Regions from separate parts of the Mus musculus genome. Here region 2 is linked to region 1. Evidence: chromatin contacts called from public Hi-C data. All regions are on one chromosome and are shown on one strand. Each heading gives the region's core, a stretch centred on a gene start, on an enhancer-like site or on the middle of the called end of the contact. The rest is flanking DNA. Distances are from core to core; before and after follow the strand shown.

Evidence for each region. A called contact is a pair of places that touch in the nucleus more often than the background predicts.
Region 2: a contact with region 1 is called in a Hi-C map of muscle stem cells, with 2.2 times the contacts expected there. The contact joins two enhancer-like sites. A contact is called at or near these places in 1 of 15 datasets of contacts at CTCF or cohesin (the NIH/3T3 cell line), 3 of 484 Hi-C or Micro-C datasets (the AtT-20 cell line, bone marrow-derived macrophages and muscle stem cells) and 1 of 115 datasets of contacts at active chromatin or transcription factors (SST interneurons).

The regions. Positions count from the first base shown.
Region 1 is chr4:53,102,891-53,109,407 of GRCm38.p6, forward strand. It overlaps Abca1 (ATP-binding cassette, sub-family A (ABC1), member 1), which reads right to left. Exons shown (of 50, transcript NM_013454.3): 6 at 6,274-6,395; 7 at 4,116-4,292. Among named protein-coding and RNA genes, the nearest start is that of Abca1, 54 kb to the right of the region's middle. Within about 2 kb of position 1,926, at least 6 of the 459 cell types and tissues checked have an H3K27ac peak or open chromatin away from gene starts, as enhancers often do. A contact at or near this core is called in muscle stem cells, where this site is marked.
Region 2 is chr4:53,513,398-53,520,227 of GRCm38.p6, forward strand. It overlaps Slc44a1 (solute carrier family 44, member 1), which reads left to right. Exons shown (of 16, transcript NM_001374697.1): 4 at 4,148-4,284. Among named protein-coding and RNA genes, the nearest start is that of Slc44a1, 76 kb to the left of the region's middle. Within about 2 kb of position 2,679, at least 90 of the 459 cell types and tissues checked have an H3K27ac peak or open chromatin away from gene starts, as enhancers often do. A contact at or near this core is called in muscle stem cells, where this site is marked.

The sequences.
Region 1 (6,517 bases), core at 676-3,175:
AAAAGCCTACAATAAATAAATAAATGCTGCAAGCAAGGTCGGCGTGTGACATGCTAAAGTACTGAACCCTTAAAAATCCTAAGCAGAGCTGAGTCAATGGCTCAGTGGTTAAAAGTGCTCATGACAGAAGCATGAGAACCAGAGGTCAGATCCCAGAACCCACACAGATATCATGTGGGCATGGCAGCCTGCCTGTAACCCCAGCCTTGGAAGGGAGAGATGAGGGCCCCCCCAAAGCAAGATGTCTAATGAGACAAGTCATGCCGACCCTTCTTCACTGAATAAAGTGCAGAAGAATGACTCCCAGCATCTATTTCTGACCTACATGCACACATATGTATGCCTACACACATACACATGTACCCACCTTCATACAAATATGTACGCATGCCTGTGCGGGCACATGTGCGCGCGCGTACACATACACACACACACACACACACACACACACACACACACACACACACAGAGCAAATGAAGAAAAGGTCACCAAGCAGAAGATAATATCAAGCCCCATATGTCCTTTTGAGTGTTTGTCTACAGAAATTAAGAACAAGCCCAGATCTTCCAGATAAGGTAACTCCATTCGCCCATTACTCATTTGCGCCTTGGAGGGCAGACAGCCCAGCTGTGAGGTTTCTGGTCTTCCAGAAACCACAGGCCCCCTAATATAAGAACCAAATTCTGCCGTGGTAGGAACACATAGCATGAAACACAAGACATTTGAAGAGAGTTCTTCATTCCATAGAGACAGGATTCTCCCTTTTAGGCAGATGGTATTCTTAGAGGTCAAGATGACCTAATAAGCGTAGTCATGCGAGCTATATCCAAGGTGTTGCTGACATGAGACAAATCTGTGGTCCTTCCTTCCAACCTCAAGATTCAGACACCATTCCCACACTACTGAGACGACAGTGAGACGGGACCAGAGCCCCAATCTATCTAGGGCAAGTATCACTTCACCCCAGAACCTGGAAAGAAGTCCTTAAATGTACTGCCTCCACCTTTTATTTTTCCTTTACATCCCGGTCTTAACAATACACAGTGAATATTCAGGATTACCAGCATGTCCATGACCTCCGTTATATTTATCCTAGAGACAGACAGGGTTCCATCAATCAATCTACCCTTGTACTAACTGGAAAAACACCTTTTTGAGAACCTCAACTAAGTAGGGTTCCTAGAACAATTCTGACGTACAGCACTGTTCAGCAAGTGAGTTAGTCTGGAGGTTGGTGTGTAGTTGGTGAGTTTTGTTTGGGGTTTATGTCCAGATCTAGACAAAAAAAAATATCATTATGCACTGAATATATTCTCCAGGATTGCTTTGTTTATTCTGCTTCTGCTTCTTAACACTGAACTACAAAATGAAACATCTGCCTTACCAGCAACTGTTTTTAACATGCAATTTTTATTATTTATGTCAATTAAACTATCAGCTTCTACTTGTTGAGCATCTAGTATGCACCGGCCTCTTGATATATCTACATAGAGATATTAAAAACAAATAATCATAATAAATGATAAACTATATTATCTCTATATAAAATAAAAGGAAATGGAGGCTTGTAGAATCTAAGATTTTGTTTTCCTAAGTCAATGACATCTATAAAAAGCTGAGCCAATGTTTGAACCCAGATCTCATTGACCTCAAATCATGGTCTTCTAACTCTGCCACACTGCCCCATGTTATCCAGACGCTATTACCCTAACCACCTAGAGGAGAACCAGGAGAAAGTCACAATATTTTTGGCTGAAAAATGGGGAAATACCCACACCTAAAATAATAACAATACAAGTGGAAAATATTTCAAAACATGTCTCTTATGATGAGCCCTTTTTGTTACAGAAATGGCACATTAACAGAACAGTCTTCTCCCATGCTAATTGGGTCACGCATCTGGCTGTTGTCCTCAAAGTTCTTGGCACAATTAACTGTCCATCAGCACGATTCAGCACAAGTCACATACACACACACACACACACACACACACACACACACTGACCGTGACAAATTAAAATTTCATCAGAGTAGCAAGAGAAAAAGTGTGCTTATTATAAACCAAGCACCAGTCCCAGTATTCCAATTAAAGCACTGCTTAATTCAGTAAGTAACATCACAGAATGTTTGAAAGACATCCCATCCCAGAGGCAGCTTCCAAAACATTTTCACATAGCACAATCCTGATCACTCACTATCGTCTTCAAGAGCCCCCATGTTCTGACTTTATGAGCGACGGTTCCCAGCAGAAGCGAAGGGGCAGAAGCAGAATTCCACTCTCTACACCCAGGAGACATGCAGGGGGTACACTGAAGCCATCTAAATTGAACCTACTAATCTACAAGGCCACAACAGGACGGGATGTCACATGGCTGACTGGTTTAAAGGTATAGTTCCTTGGTGTTGGAAACCCTCCCAAAGGGGAAGATTTTCAAGTCGAAATCTGAGCTGTTAACAGACAGATGATGAGGGCCATGGTGGTACTCTGCCAGGCAGTGGTGGCGCACACCTTTAATCCCAGCACTCGGGAGGCAGAGGCAGGCAGATTTCTGAGTTCGAGGCCAGCCTGGTCTACAAAGTGAGTTCCAGGACAGCCAGGGCTATACAGAGAAACCCTGTCTCAAAAAACCAAAAAGAAAAAAGAAAAAAGGAAAAAGAAAGCAGTTCAGATACTCTGCAGGAGAAAGGATTTATTGGGCTGTAAACACTACAGGTGTTCAATGATTAAACGGGAATGAAATCAAATAAATGGGCACCAGAATCAATTACTGTCTCTTCTTAAATAACTCATATTTCCTAAACTTGAAGGCTAAGTGTTTACCTCTGTATCTTATAGTGATAAGTGGGCAAAGCAGTCCCCAAACACAATTTCATATCACACCTTTCACGACATTTGTAAGGACCTTGACCCTTTGTGTCTCACAAAACGTCAAGCGCAGAGATTGGCAGCAGTACACTTATCTAACTATGCAGTGCTATTGCTCAGAGCACTACAAACATCTCCAATAAAGAAATACATCTCACTTGAAACTACAGTGATAAAGGCAATAACCAATGGACTCACAGGCCACCAAAGCAAGCACTTGGTAGCTTTAAAAACCTGAAACATAATGAATTACTTTAGGAGTGAGAAAACATTAGGCTGGGCACAAAAATTGGCATGTGTGCACTCCACAAAAGCACCTAGAAGAAGCTTGTCATTTGGCCACCCCCTATTCTTCCCACAACAGCTGCAGAGTTGAAACATGTATAAGAACTTCTCCCGGGTCAGTTCAGAGAGTCTACTCTGAGATGTTTCTAAAACCCACATGATCTAGGCTTGGAATGCTGATGGAAACTGACCGTCTTAGGACCGCATAGGAATGTATGGTTCCCTTACTGAAAGCCAGCTTCACAGAGTTTGACATGATTACAGCATCATCTTGGTATAATGAAGAACACATGTCTTCAGAGAACCTACTGACACAACAGCTCTCCCTGGTACACAGAAAAGCAGAGTGCTGGCTACTGCAGATGCTACTGGAGTCATTTTGACAAAGATCTCAGAAAACTCACAGATCTCTATTGCAGAATTTCTATAACCAACCCTGATAATCAATACACGAGGGCTCACTTGCATTCCTCGGTTATGGTTTGTTTTGTATGTCTTTCTAATACATTTTTGTCATTGTTTGAGCTAATTATTTTTATGTGGTCTTACCCAATCCCAATGTTTTATTATCTAACACAATCTCCCTCTTCTACTGGTTTTAAAAACACTAATAAGTAGCCATTTCCCCATTAATCATTTCAAGACATTTTCTTAAACCTGGCCGGGGGGAGGGCGGTCTTTCTTCAAATGGACTCTTCCTCAGAAATATATTTTTTTAAAAAAACATGAAAGATGGATCTTTTCTGGTTGAAACCAGCACCAGAGACCTTGAGCCTGGACTCTGCCACACCCAGAACATTCTTCTCCAAGTCACCCTTGGGAAATGGACTGAAATTTGAAAGAACACCCAGAGTATGACTGGGCTAAATTATATCACCAAGTTCCAGCCAGGCCCAAGTTTCTACAAAAACAAGATGTGCAGTCCAGGAAAAGATTTCTCATTCTCAAACCTTCAGCACTCACCACAACTGGCTTCAGGATGTCCATGTTGTAGCGCAGTACTCTCTCGGCTGCATCGAGCTTCTTCCTCGGTAGACCACAGAGGGCAGAAACTTCCGCATCACCAAGCTGAATAATTTCTTCTAATTTTGATCCGTTACACAGACTGGCCAAATGTAATTGGTAGCCTTGCAAAAATACCTGGAAGGGTTGGATGTAAACAGAGCTGTGAAAAAATTATCAGGATGGAAGGCTGGCTCCCAGACACTTTGGGGGGAGTGTAACCTCAGTACATCTTGGAAGAGCTGAAGCAAAGCACTACTGCAGTCACCCATGGAGGAAAGAACCTTGGGATGAATCGGACACAGTCAGCCATGTTCCAACACTGCATGCTGACTCAATGCATCCCACTCTCTTGTCCCAATAGCACCGGGAAATCCTTAAGGCAAGTCTTTTTCTCAACGCGACTGGAACACATGACTCAGCTAATGGAAACCCAGAGTCTAAACCCCTGGAACTATGAGAGGAAGGTTATGCTAACTCTTCCAGAAATGTATTGATATTGGACGCTGAAATTAGGCTGCCTCATGGAAACAATTATACCGTGAATCTGTAGGTTTAGATACTTGACAAATGCATAAAGCTATGTTTAAGGAACATCACAATTGTGAGTGTTTTGTTTTACTTGCCCCCAAGAAGAATACGGAAAAGTGGGCCTCTATCAACTCAACTGTAAAGTACTTCTACGTCATCCTCACCTGTTCTTCATAGCAAACCCCAGGAAACTCTCTTTGGCCATACGCTCCTACCTAGCTACCCTTCCTAGGTTTAAATAAGTAGTGCTTTTTCATACCTGAGTCTCACTGTCCAGCAGAGAGAGACCTCTGCAATAATATGGGGCTGCCTTGGTTTACAAGGCTCGTACCTGTGTCTATAACCCTAGAACAGTATTTGTTGAATGGATGGCTTATTACAATATTACCAACCCCTCTATCAGCTTAACTGAACGCAGTCCATTCTGGTCACAGAAACCTGTAGAGCATCGCAAGGGGCGAAACCAAAGCCTCTCAACTCCCATGCAGTTTCGCAAACAGTGAAGGGAATCTGCGCCACCATGTCGTCCACTCGCCTGTCACTGACTGCCAGATACTCAAGTACACTCCAAGCTTGCTCCTGCCATAAGTCCTTGTCACCATGCTGTGGTGAAGAACCCCTAAGACACTGAAACTCAAATTACCATGCAAAGACCTTCCCTGGATGCCTCTTAGTTTAAACTGATGGCATGCAACAGATATGAAATTGGCAGGGGGCAATGGAAATTATGCTAAATGAAATGATTTCGAAAGTCTGCTGCCTCTGGCCCACCTCCCAGCCACACAATTGGTAAACACAAGACATATTTTCCCAGTTTCATAAGAGCATGCAGTAAGCACATTTTCTTTTTTCTAACTTGGAAAATTTTCAGCCATGTGAAGCAAAGCCCTCTTCAATCATCAGCCCCGCCCATGACTTCTGCTTACTGTAAAGTCAAGCCAGTATAGAGCCGAAAGGCTGTACATGGGGTCAATTCTCCTTTCTGCCAGAGAATAAAGTGAAGAAAAAGCTTTCGGGGGAACAACATATAGCCATGCACTCTGCCCAGGAGTGGTACAAAAATAAATGATGGCGAAGAAGTTCTCTAGGACCCTAAGATGCAAAGCCTATGTAAACACTAATATTACATACACTTAAAAGTTGATCAGAAGTCTCTTTATGCAGCTTCCCTGTCTTTAAAAAGCAGTAAGTGCTTCATTTAATCTTTTGTGATAGATTCCAGTTTAAGAATCTACGTCTCTGGCTCTTATTTCAGAACAACATTTAAAAAAAAAAAAAGCTTCTTAATTCACCTTAACAGAAAATATAACCCCTTTAGGGGGGAGTCATTACAATGCCAAAGGACAGACACAGAAATCAACTTCCTTTCAGCATACTGGCCCTGATGCTGGGTGACACACCCCACTCACTGTAGGGTTCGTCTGTGACAACCAGAGTCACGAGTCAAATGAGATGAAACTAAACTTCTGAAGCCTGACCATTTCCTTCACAGCTTTTTCAAAGGCCAGGGTTTTTCTTTCTTTCTTTCCAGGGCCCCCAACAGGGTAATAGTGAGGCCCCACTGATTTAGCTGAAGGTAGTAGCTTACCTTCTGGAGACCAACATTCGCCTGCAGCAGGCTGTCCACAGTAGATCTTGGAAGGGACAAATTGTGCTGCAGGAATCCAGAGAATGTTTCATTGTCCACCAGAAAATCCTGGAGCTTCAAATCTATTGGAAAATTGTGTTTGTTTACAGTTAATAACTCAAAAAAAAAAAAAAAGACTCAACCGCTATGGGGAAGGTGGAGAATAGAATATTGATTGCTTCATTTTAAACGGATGGGTGACCAC
Region 2 (6,830 bases), core at 1,429-3,928, 410 kb after region 1:
ACAGCTTTTCAAGTTACTCCTTTCCTGTGGCTCTTTTCCTTTTCCTGACCGCCTGTGATTTATGGCTTGCGCCTTCCCTGTTGCCCATTCTCATGTTTGGTGCCTATGTCCTGTGTACTGTGCAGACACGCTGCTTTTTGTGGGTATTCTAACCTTTCTTTCCTCCTGGAAAGAATTTGGTATTTCCAGATTTCCAAGTTAGAATAGATTTTGCTTCATTTCTTCTTCAAATAACCCCAGAACCCACCTGAACTGAGCCTGTGCTTAAACCCCTCCCCCACCGGTCTCTGTACAGCTTCCTCTGCAGGCCAGTCTGAGCACTTTGTGGTTTGTCTCCTGTCGCCATTGCCCTTGTCTGTTTTGAGCCTGGCCCTTAACAGCTGAGCCATCTCTCCAGCCCCCATCACACTTTCTTAAGTTCAAAGCTCACCTGGGTGTTTGGCAGTTCCCTTTGCCAGTGTCTTTTCTGCACCACCCACCCGAGCATGCCCCGTGCATACTGTGTGTGCCAGAGCCTGCAGGTGTCCAGGCTGTTCAGTTTCTGAAAAGTATTCTTGTCATTGTTTTTCTTCCCCCCCATTCTCACGCATGGTATTCTAGGGTCTATAACGGATGTGAAACTTAAACAAAGCTGTTTCTAAGTTATTAATAGATTTGAGCTTCTACAACATTCTTGTGCCTCGTCCTCATTCCTGACACAGGCTGGTGACAGTGGAATTAGGATGGGCTGTGAGACAGATAGATAGTACTTTGTTGCTTCTTATCCCATGTCTGAAAAATACCCTCTGTAAGCTGTCGGTTAACTGCAAATGAGTTCCCCTTATCTTCATGGAAAGCATTCCAAGAGGCAGTGCAGTTCTTTGGGGCTGTGGATTGTACTAATTTTTTTTATTTGTATTTCATTGTGCTATTGCCGGGAGCCATTTTTTTCTCTTATGAGTACATACCTAGAAGAAAGTTTAACTAATAAATCAGATACAGTAAGAAACTGACAACAACTAACCATGAAATTGAGTAGTCATACCAATAAGTATAATAAAAATGACTCAAAATGTATTTGTCTATTTATGAAAATTTCCATTTGCTGGTCCCTGACTTTGTGGCTGTTTCCCCAGCCACAGGTAGCTGAATCCATGTGAAATGAAACTGCAAAAGGGAAACTACTCACCTGCTGATGCTAGCCTAATTTGTAAATAGAGTTGATAGCTTCTTTCACTGTCAAAGGGAGAGCAAGCCTTCTTAGAACCTAGGGCCTATAAGGAGCTCTTCATAGTGTGTTTTTGTGTGAATTGGATTTAATATGTTTTTAGGTTGGAACTAGGGTATGTGTGCATGCTAAGCATATGCCATTAGCATATATTTCTAAAAGTGCTTTTTGTATTTTGTATTAAGTTGTATTTTGGTTGTATGGGTTATAGTTTTTCGGAAACATGCTCTTATGCTATAATCAGCAGTATTAGTTTGATAGTGCTAAATATATATTGTAGGATTCTACTCACCTTCTTAACCCATTTCTGTTTTGCCTGACCTGCTCTGAGGGCTGCTTGTCTTACCAAGCCTCTTGACCCAATGGTATCTATGCAGCTTTTCCTCCCAAATGAAAAGTAAATCTTAGTATTGTAGTCTTATTTGTGACTATTCCAGACCAAGTTGAGTAGAGTGGCTAACTATCAAATGCAGGCTTTGTAAAGGTTAGGTGTTTTCTGTGAGAAACCAATAGGAACTGTCATGCACATACTGTCTGTTACATGTGTACCGTTGGTGACCTTACAGTAGACTAAAGAGTAAATGGTATAGTGTTTAAAATACAGACATTGAGGATAAGGAGGGAAGATGTTTTTCTTTTTCTTTTATTTTTTTTTCATGGTTTTAGAACTTTATTGTAGAAAAGCAAAGAGAGAGAAGAGTAAAGAGGCAGAGGGTGGCCATGGCCACATGGAGAGAGGGGAGAATGGAGGGGTAGAGAGAAAGCAAGAGAATCAAGAGAGCGGAAGATGTTTTTCTTAAGTTAGGCAAAAGAAGTATTGTAGGGAGGCTAGAAGCTGAGGAGTGTGCATACCTGTGATCTCAGCTGCTTGAGAGGCCAAAGCAGGTAAAAAACAAACAAACAAACAAACCCAACAGGACACAGGTTCAGGTTGGTATAACTAAGGCACAGTACAAGTTACCATTTATTCTCAAGTACAAACTACCACGGCCTTTCAGAGGATAAGGTAGGGCTGTAAAAATATAGTTAGGTCAGTTTTAGCATTGGGAGACACAGAAGCAGGACAACAGACGAGCTATCTATTCTCAGGAGGTCATCGTTCTTAGAGCCTTGTCCCAGCTGGGAAGCCTGGCAGCCTCTGCCTTTCTTCACTTGTCTCTAAGTCTGATTTCTCCTGGCATGTAATTTCTCCAGATACTTCTTAGGGCATCGCTTATCATTAAGAACTGTGTATTCAGTGAGTCCCCAACCCACATTCCACTGCCTGCACAGAAACACCACACTACTGTGTGGAACTGATGTGTACACAGAGGTTTTCTGAGTGTCTGTCACACGAGTATTCAATAAACACTGGCTGCATTCATTACCGATATCATAGATGGTACTTACTATTGCCTGTGCTGGCACTGCTAGTTGATACACCCTCTTTCAGACCCTGAGTGTTCCCTGCCCAGAATCTGGCTGTGTGCAGTCTATTGTCTGTGGTCCTAGGAACAGACATGCTGAGTCACATGCGTGGGACAGATGGAGGGAGAATTAGTGAGAGGTTGCTTGTTCCAGCCAACCCAGAACCCATTCTCTTTGTGCCTGCCTGTACTAACCACCTCCTTGTTTTCGGCTGTGGGCACCATCCGTGAACCCTGCTTCCAAATCACATCTGGCTTCTTTGTGTTCCTTTTATCTTTTGGGAACATCAGTGATTTTAGAGTCTCTAAGAGCTTGTAGATTTGTAGTGCATCTTGTGCTTCTCCTTGCTGCTGGGCTCCTGGCTGGTCTTCTGGCCGCACTGTCTGTGCAGTGTTAATGCTCCATCTGTGAGGGCCTCTCTGGTACCTTCTGCACTGTTTCTCCCGCTCTGGCATTTCTAGATAGTGCCTGTTTCACCCGTGCATTGACTTTAGTCTTCTGCTTTTGAGATTGTGTAGCTAGTTCTGTTTCCTCATTAGATTATAGCCAAAGGCTGAGGAAAGTGATTACCTCATTCTTACGGTCAGTTGTATTTGGAATGTAGGTTTAGGTGGTTTGTGGGAAAGGACATTGACTTTGTAAAATGTGCCATGGACTCAGAAAAAAAATGTACCAGGGCTGTGGTTAAAGAACTTTGTGCCAAATAAGACATTTCTCCTTATGTGCCCTTTGTGGTGCGAAACACTAGTCACTATTTATCTTGTCAGAGGATGTGTGGGCTTCATTTTCTCTTGGACAGGTTATGATACATACCTGCTGTCTTTAGCTTCTCTTTGATTTTATTTGTTAAATCCTACGATTTCCATCTAAGCTTTGCCTTTTAAAAATATTATTGTATAAATATACATAGGATATAATTTAGGATATATGAATTATTTTTATATAGCTGCTATGGGATTTTTAAAATATATAGGAAATGTACTGTGGCTATTCCAATTAAGATGTAACCTGCATAATTTGTAGAAAACAAGAACCCTGAGAAGGAAGGACAGATTAGAGGGCTGTGATGTTGCTGTATATTTTTCTAGTTTTCATTCGAATGTCCACCCATATCAGTGTGTGTTCATTAATATACTTGTTTCCATTTTGATAATAATATCCATTAACCAAAGTTTGTAGTTTCCGTGACAACTGTAATGTATGTTAAATCACAACATTGGGATATTCTAATAGTATTTGGTACGAGTTTAACAAAGCAAGAAAACGATGATTTCTGATGATGAAATCTGCATATTATAAAGTATAAATATTAGGAAAAGAAATTGTGAAAACTATTAATTTCTTCAATTACTCCGTTCTCTTTGTAAGCATTACAAGTCATTGTTTTCAAACCTTCCACTGATGGTTCTGTTTGAGGATTGGCAACTGTGTAGCTCAGTGAAGTCTGTCCTTTGCTTTGGGGCTTGGTTGAGTATGCGGCGAGCCATATGTATTTTGCAAAATAATATCTTGGTTCTTTTTTCCATGCTTTAGGTATGTGTTCTTTTTGGACCCATGCAACCTGGACTTGATAAACAGGAAGATCAAGTCTATAGCACTGTGCGTAGCAGCATGTCCTCGACAGGAGTTGAAAACCTTGAGTGACGTCCAGAAGTTTGCAGAGATCAATGGTGAGATTTTAGACTGTCCACATTGATCACCTGGGCTCCTGGGCTCAGTTAAATGCTGTATGTTTGCATTTCAGTATATACTTGTCCTCCAACTAAATATGTTATAAAACAACCTTAAGGAGAAGAAAGAAGTGGTTTGAGATTTCCTAGTTTAGTATTTGAGCACCAACTGAGGAGATTATTAAATCTGTAGAAGTGCTGGGTGCAGTGCTGTGACTGTAATCCCAGCTACCCGGGAGGCTGAGGCAGAAGGATTGCTTAGCCTAAGTGCAGGCTCACTTAGACAGCGTAGCAAGATCTCTTGTCTTAAAAAGACAAGCAGAGATAGATTATTTCACACCTTTGTTGATAAGAAAGAAAAACAGAATTTCCCCAGGGTGGGGTGATTCCCAGGGAAATCCTCAGAAGGTCTTTGTGATGTACAAATGGGTATTTTTAAACTAAATGCTTTAGGTACTTTCGATACACCCTATTGGATATTTTCGGGTTTTATTACTTTGAGATAGGGCCTTTCCTGAGCTGGTTGCATGAGCTGATGATCGTCTTGCCTTAGCGTCTAGAGCTGAGTGTGTGCTGGAATTACAGATGAAATCTAAGCTTGCTGTTAATATACTCTGTATAAAGTTTAGTTTTCCCCTTCTTTCCAAGTTTTGCTTAAATCTCACAATCTGTGTTCACTCCATCCGCCCATAGTCTATGTTTAATCTGCGGTTAACAGTATAATATGTGCATATGTAAAGTGATGGCAAAAGTTACAGGAACGAATGTAAAGAACTATAATCAAATTTCTGCTGTCAGTTCTTTTTCAGTGTGCTGGTGTACATATAATTTTATGTTCTGCTCTTAAATTTAATGTTGCATCATGACCTTTTCTCAAAATAGTTTGGAGGAGTTTTGAGGTTAAAAGACTGGGATTAGCCGCGAATACCAGCAGAGCCAGTTCCCTGCAAATCAGCTCTGCTCTTTGGAAATTCTTCTTTCCAGGCGCTGTCCTCAGTCCTACATGGTTTACTGCAGTTCTCTTTAGAGTATTTTTAAAGTTCTCTTTGTAGAGCACTGCATGCTAAAGGCCCCTCTGGCCCATGTTTTGAACTCCCTGAGCGAGGTTCCATGTTTGTGTTTTGTGTGAAGGGCTTCTTATGTCTTCCTGCTTGCCTAAATCCATGGCTGGTGCTAGGTCCTTTCAGCAACTTGTTGACTCAGGTGTTTACCCCATGTAACATGTAGCTGACTAAAACAGGCTTGGAGCCATAACCATGCCTATCCCAGCCTGGCTTCAGATCCTTCCAGACAGGATGCTGGTCCTCTGAAGGGAGGAAGACGGGTGATGTTCCTGACCCACCACCTCATGCCCTTAGTATAGAGAGCGGGAAAGGCATGGACCGGTGAGGATCTGGATTCCCGTTCAGATTCCATCACTGGCTCCATAAGAAGAGATAGAAGAGCTTTCTGAGCCCAGGGGTCGTCATCCAAATAAACGTGAGGGTGTGCGAGGAGTACTGAATACGTGATGGGCACTGATGAGTTCAGCTTCTGTGTTCACTTGTGACCCCATCTTTGCCTTGCTAAGTCCTGTGCCACAGTTGTCAGCCCTGTAACTTCTTATACCCTGTCTTAGGTATGGGGTACGGTTCTTTAGACACGTGTACCACATAGGCAGTGTAGTTCGCTGGATAAAAGTATAGGCTCTCAGATAAATTATTTAGATTCAACTGTTGATTCTTCAACTTAGTAGTCTTAAGACTCTGAACAAGTTATTTGACCTCTTGAAGCCTCAGCCCCATGACTGTCATGGGACAGTTTCTGTACCTACCTCATTGGGATTTTTTGCGACAAATCAATACAAGAAAAATATTTTAAAAATATTTAAAACTGGTAAAAATGTTGTTGACAGTTGGTGTTAGCTGCCACCTGTTCCATTATCTTTCTATTAGTGGAATGTTAGACTCTCTCCACATCCAGTCTCCCTATCAGTTCCTTAGATACAGCTGCTATAAACAGTTATTATCAGTCCTCAGGGTTTTCAGTCAGCACTAACCCATTGCTCAGAACTCATCAGTGGTAGAAGTCTGTATGTTTTATATGACACTCAGAGCTATTGTCTAATCTTAAACTATCTTCCGATGTATCCTTTCAAACATACTGGATGTGAGTTTTGGTGCCTTGAACCTGACGTGTCTCCAGGAGTACCAAGTGAAGGCTAAAATTGCCCTCTGTGTGATTTGTTTGCTCTTGTGATTTCTTGAAGAGGCATGGCCTGTGTCTTGATCTGGCATGCTTCATTTCTAGGCCAGTATCCTTGTAAGTAAATGTGATACTGAGTGTGGTTTATTCATATCTACCCTAAGAAGACACTTCCAGTGGAGTTGGTAGCTTTTCATTCCAGAAGTATTAATTAATAAATGTTTTAGCAAATAGCAAGCACCCTTGGGCTTGGGAGCCGGTTGGTATAAAGAATAAGAAAGAACCTGGGCATGTTGATGTATGCCTGTATTCCCAACCCTTGAGAGGGAAGGGCGGGGGGATGGTGAATTCCAAGGCAGGGT